Linked DNA regions of Ovis aries: region 2 is linked to region 1. Evidence: chromatin contacts called from public Hi-C data. All regions are on one chromosome and are shown on one strand. The core of a region is the stretch at or near the end of the contact, and the rest is flanking DNA. Distances in the headings are between cores, read along the strand shown. Region 1 has its middle 55 kb from the start of H3F3A. Region 2 holds the start of ACBD3 (acyl-CoA binding domain containing 3).

Region 1 (2,700 bases), core at 118-2,617:
AAAAGAGCTGCTCTGGATGCCCAGTCGCGACATCACAGAGTTTGGGCTTGCTGCACCTGGAAATGAGAGGATCTGGCTCCCATCCTCACCCACGTTTTATTTCAATAAATACATAAGGAGGCAGTTGGTACCATTTCGTGCCGCGCTGGGAAAGCCCACCTCCACCGCCGGGCCTCCACGGGTGAGCTTGGGGCGCCTCGGGATCGCGCCCCGCAGGCTGAGGGGCAGTGCTCATTCTCCGTCCTCAGGCCGAAAACCGAGACCCCCAGGACGGTCAATACCTGTCCCGAGGTCACACAGCGACCAGGCTCGGTTCTCTGACTGGTGGCCTCCGGAGGTTCGGGCCGGGACAGGGTCCGCGCGATTGTCTCCCAAGGCACACACCCCCCTCCCCGATCCCTCCCCGCCAGCCCAGGCCGGCTGCTCTGCAGGCAGAAGGTCCCCGCCGCCCAGCGCCGAAGCAGGGTAGCCCGCCTCCGCGGACCTCAGCCGGGGGGCACCCCCTGCCCGAGCCCAGGTCGCGCGCTCGGCCAGGTCTGGGCGGCAGGGGCGCGGGAGGACCGAGGGGGCCGGCGCCGGGCGCCCTCTGGTGGCCGCCGCGGGCAAGGAGCGGGAGCGCGGGTTCCCCCCGCTACGCCGCCGGGCGGGGGCGACGGCAGCCTGGGATTCCCCCCGCGCGCGAGGGTGTCCGGGCCTCGCGCCCGCGCGCCCCCTTTTCTCCGAGGAGGAAGCACTCTTGGATGGAACTGAACTTTTGTAAAAAAAATCAATGAAGTCGACAGGAACACCTGGTCTATAAAACGGGAGAGACGCCTTCGCGCTCGGGACCCGCGGGGAGGAGCCAGGGGGAGCCGCGCCGAGCGGAAATGGTGCCTATTGTCGCGGCGGCGCGCGGCTCCGCTCGGGCCACCGGCCGAGGGGCGCGCCCGCGGGGCCCCGGGGCGGGGAGGCGGCGGGGGTGGCGGTGAGCGAGGAGGAGCCCCCGCAGGGACCCCCGCCAGCCCCCCGCCGCCCTTTGTCCGCCGCGAGCCCCGCCCCTCCGCACCCGCGGCCTCGCCAGGCCCGGTGCCCGCCGCCTCCCGGGCCTCGCCCCTCGCGGGTGAGACGAGCAGGCGGCTGTGATCGCCCGTCTCTGCCGCCGAGAACACCTTCTCCGGGCGGGCAGGTGACGCTCTGAGTCACCCGGCACCGCCCGGACCCGAACCCAGGTCTCCGGGGCCAGCGTGAGCCTCTGGCGGACGAGGGAACCGCACCCCTCCCCGGCAGTCCCCCGGGGGGGCCGAGGCGCAGAGGCGGGGAAAAGGCCGCCCCCGTCCCTGTGAGGGAGGCGGTGCTGCCTAAGTCCCCGGCACCCTCTGCTTTTCAGAAGTCGCCCTTTATTTGCAGAGCCCAGTCAAGAGGCGCCGCTTCCTGGGCTGTGAAGTCAGAACGGGGCGAGGGAGTTGCCGCTGCTGCTTCTGAGGATTTGATTTGGTCCCAGCTCCTGGGTGCTGCCCGGAGAAGACAGGCTCTTACTTGAGGGGCGGCTGCAGCCCAGACCGGGGAGGGGAGCGTTCCGCGAGCACAGGGCTCCGGCCTTGCCTTCCAGTGCAAGGCTGAAGCAGGACGGACGTGGGGAGCAGGGGGAGATGGTGAGGAAGTCGGCGGGCGCGGGGTGGGGAGTGGTTGCTGCCGGAAGAGTCAGAGGCAGCTGGGGGACGAGTAGAGAGCCCACCACCAGGGCCTGTCTGCCTCCGGGCTCTGGAACCTGGCACGCGGCAGAGGTTCAGTAAATACATGTCTAAAGTGTCAGGTGAAGGTGTCCAGCTGAGCAGAGGAAAGATCTGAGCGGACTGTTTGGAGCCTGGCAGCCCAGGGGCTTTTGAGGGCAGTGAGGAGCCACCTGGAAGAGAGAGGCTCGGGGCTCTGTCTGGGTTGGAGAAGATGGGCCCAGCGGGGATGAAGTTGAAGAGGGTCTGAGGGCTGGTAGAGGGTGGTGAGGGCACCCCGGAAGCGGCCCCACTGAGGGCTGGAGCTGACTGCTTGTAAAAGTGACACTCGACAGCAGTACACGCAGAGGATTCATCACCAGCAAAAGTTTCCCCAGCCCAAGCCTCTCTCCAGCTCCTCCCTGAGGAGTGCTCAGCAGTGGTGGCCATGGGCGGCCTGCCCAGCCAGGTGAGGCCCTGTCAGGCCAGGAAAGGCCCAAGTGGGAGCTCACCAAGCCTCTTACATCCCCGAAAAGGCAGCCTGTCAGTCACATGCTCGACTCTAAACATCTGGGAGAAGAAAGCTGTGGTACATATACACAATGGAGTATTACTCAGCCGTTAAAAAGAATTCATTTGAATCAGTTCTGATGAGATGGATGAAACTGGAGCCGATTATACAGAGTGAAGTAAGCCAGAAAGAAAAACACCAATACAGTATACTAACACATATATATGGAATTTAGGAAGATGGCAATGACGACCCTGTATGCAAGACAGGGAAAGAGACACAGATGTGTATAACGGACTTTTGGACTCAGAGGGAGAGGGAGAGGGTGGGATGATTTGGGAGAATGACATTCTAACATGTATACTATCATGTGAATTGAATCGCCAGTCTATGTCTGACGCAGGATGCAGCATGCTTGGGGCTGGTGCATGGGGATGACCCAGAGAGATGTTATGGGGAGGGAGGTGGGAGGGGGGTTCATGTTTGGGAATGCATGTAAGA
Region 2 (2,700 bases), core at 19-2,518, 64 kb after region 1:
TAGTTTCAACGACTCAACTTCAGCTAGTAAAATATGTACTCCAAAAGATACTCCCTCTGGGGAAAGGTCATAAATATGCTGTTTTGGAATGTATACAGAACCTAGTAACCACTTTTAAAGTTTCATTTGCGATGTCTCTCTGTTCGTCTGCCCCACGAGATCTAAATAGCTCATCAGTTTTTCCCATTGACAAGGTCATGTGACTCACCATTTGACTAAGTGAATCACCTAATTAAAAAAAAAAAAAAATCCAAGACCACAATTTTGCTCTATGACAAGATTTACTACAACTAATTCTGTGAGAAATACAGAGGCTACTTTTAGGCCTTTATCTGAGAATCCACTCTTGGACACTGGAAAAATTTTAACCATCTAGAAGTCGCTAGAACACAGCAGCTATCCCTTCTCTTATTTAGAGTTTGACAAGCTAGAAGGGATTAGCTTGATACTTAACTTCTTTCTCTCTGCCATATCAATACTATCAGGTGATTAAGCCCTATTCGAGTTTACGGATCCCCAGAATGAATGGAAAGCGTTAAGAATGGAACCCATGAAAAAATTTCTTTCACTATAGAAGGGCAAAAATCGGTGGTTCTTAAGTGCCAATCACAAGAAACAAGAAAAAGAATGCGACGGTTAAAAAACAAAAAATCCCAGATTGGGAACCTCTGGGAAAGAGAACTCATTCTTCCATCCAGGATCCTGGAAAACCGAGAAGCTAAATCTAGGTAAGATGCCTGGTAACCTCCGGGAGGCCGGACCCGGAAAGCTAAACCAAGGTTCCAGGCCCCTAGGGGTGTGACCTAGTGACCAAGCGGATAGTGACAAACTTCGAGTACCCCCAAGGACAGAGCCCAGCTCCAGTCGCCACGGTCCCGCACGGGTGGGTCAGGGCTACTCGGGTCCAGTCTCCCCAAGGAAGGCCCGGCAGAGGCGGCGGGGGTGGGGCCTGTCAGGCTCACCTTTGAAGAAGCGCAGCGCCAGGCCGTATAGCTCCTCCAGGCCGAAGCCCCACCGCTGCTCCAGCCGCCGCGCCTCCTCCGCCGCGCCCCCAGCCACCGCCTCCCCAGGCTCCGGCTGCTCCCCTGCGGTGCCCGGGCCCCTGACGGACCCTGGAGGCGAGGGCGGCGGCAGCGGCGGCGGCAGCAGCGGGGCGCCCTCTGCGCCGGGTCGTTCCTCCGGGTCCGGGCTTAGCGTGAGGCCGTCGACAGAGACCTCGAGTCGCTCTGCGCTTAACACCGCCGCCATCTCCGCCTGCTGCGCCTCCTCGGCGGGGACAGGCGGCGGCCACGTATCGACTTCCTGCTGACCTCTGACCTCCGCTCACCAACACCGGAACTTCCGCCGCTGAGTAGGCGCTAGAGTTCCTGGAGAGGGGCTGCGGCCTGGTGCCCCGCCCCCACCCCGGGGGTCGTCGGTGGGCTGCGCCCCTCCACCACCCGCCCCGCCCACCACCCCGGCGGCTTTCGAACGCCCCACCCCCACCCTCACCCTGTTCCCTTCCGGCCCTCGTTCCTCCCGGAGGGCGTGCTACGCCCAGCGGCCCTGGCCCTGCAGTTTTTTCCTGCAATTCTCGGTGTCCGGCAGGGGCGGGGTCGGGCGGGACCCGCGTACAGTCTGTGCGGAGAGGGTGACTCCTGGCGGGCGCCCTACCCTTCTGGTCAGGCCCTCCCCAGGTGTAGAGAGTTGTGTGGTTGGAGTAACTGTTGGTAACTCTTAAGGAGATGCCGAGCAAATGACTTTTTTTTTTTTTTCCTGAGAAAGAAACTGAGGCTGCAGAGAAATCCCGCGGTTTCTGAGACTCGTAGAAGAGCACATCCTGGTTTTGCGGGAACTGAAGCGCATACAATTTGTGGGGTCCCTATTTAGTTAAAAAGCAAAAAGTTAGAAGCAGAGAGTTAGGGAAGTGAATATATAAAATGAGAAAGAATTTACAAATGACATTTGAAAGGTTAGCAAAATTCACAAACGTCACACAGATAAACTGTAAAAATTTTAGTAACTGCCTGACGCACTTCTAGAGTGTCAAAAAATCCAGAAACGTAATTTTTTTTAAGATTAATAATGCTCTTGACAACTATATATATTTATTTGTCTCTGTCTCTAGACTGTTGGGGCACCATTTACGGTCATTCCCCCCCCCCCGTTTTTGTATACTTTTGATCACTTTCCTATGACAGTTATTTTTTAATGTTTTCTATGAATAGAAAAATCAGTATTATCTTTTTAACATGTTGATCACAATTTGTTATTGTTTATAAATTTTAGCTTCACTTACCACTTTTTTAGGATTATTGTCAAATTTGGGAAAACATGTATGAAGCTTCTCTCGTATGAGCTATAATATTTCAGGACTGTTTGGCTGTTTCAATGGCAATTTATTGCTTAGTTTTTCTTGGATCTCTAGTACTCTTCAGGGCAAGATTTATCTATGTTAAGACAGGGTCTCATTAATCAAGATGAATAAAACGTGACTTCACATAGACTTACTGTAGTACAGCTGCAGTGGAGCAGGGCAATATGCCTGCCTGTTATTGTCTGTGGAAAACTAGTCAAAGAGTAAGTTTAATCTGAGAAGTGAGAGATGCTGAAACAAAGGAAAACAGTATAAGGAGACTAATAATGCAGTCATCAGGCACACTCAAGGACCTTTAGTTCTTTCTCAAGGGCTATAGATAATATTCTGAGCCATAGCCTGTG

The links. Hi-C and Micro-C count contacts between places; a contact is called where the count stands out from the background.
Region 2: a Hi-C map of tail adipose tissue shows a contact between it and region 1, with 5 times the contacts expected there. The contact joins the promoter of ACBD3 here to the enhancer-like site in region 1. A contact is called at or near these places in 12 of 16 Hi-C or Micro-C datasets (blood, hypothalamus, liver and 6 more).

What each region holds. Positions count from the first base shown.
Region 1 is chr12:28,421,279-28,423,978 of ARS-UI_Ramb_v3.0, forward strand. No RefSeq gene overlaps it. Among named protein-coding and RNA genes, the nearest start is that of H3F3A, 55 kb to the left of the region's middle. Within about 2 kb of position 1,368, at least 39 of the 54 cell types and tissues checked have an H3K27ac peak or open chromatin away from gene starts, as enhancers often do. A contact at or near this core is called in hypothalamus, liver, muscle and 1 more, where this site is marked.
Region 2 is chr12:28,485,060-28,487,759 of ARS-UI_Ramb_v3.0, forward strand. ACBD3 (acyl-CoA binding domain containing 3) reads right to left here and starts at 1,269. Exons shown (of 8, transcript XM_012187925.5): 1 at 963-1,269. The coding sequence starts at 1,248.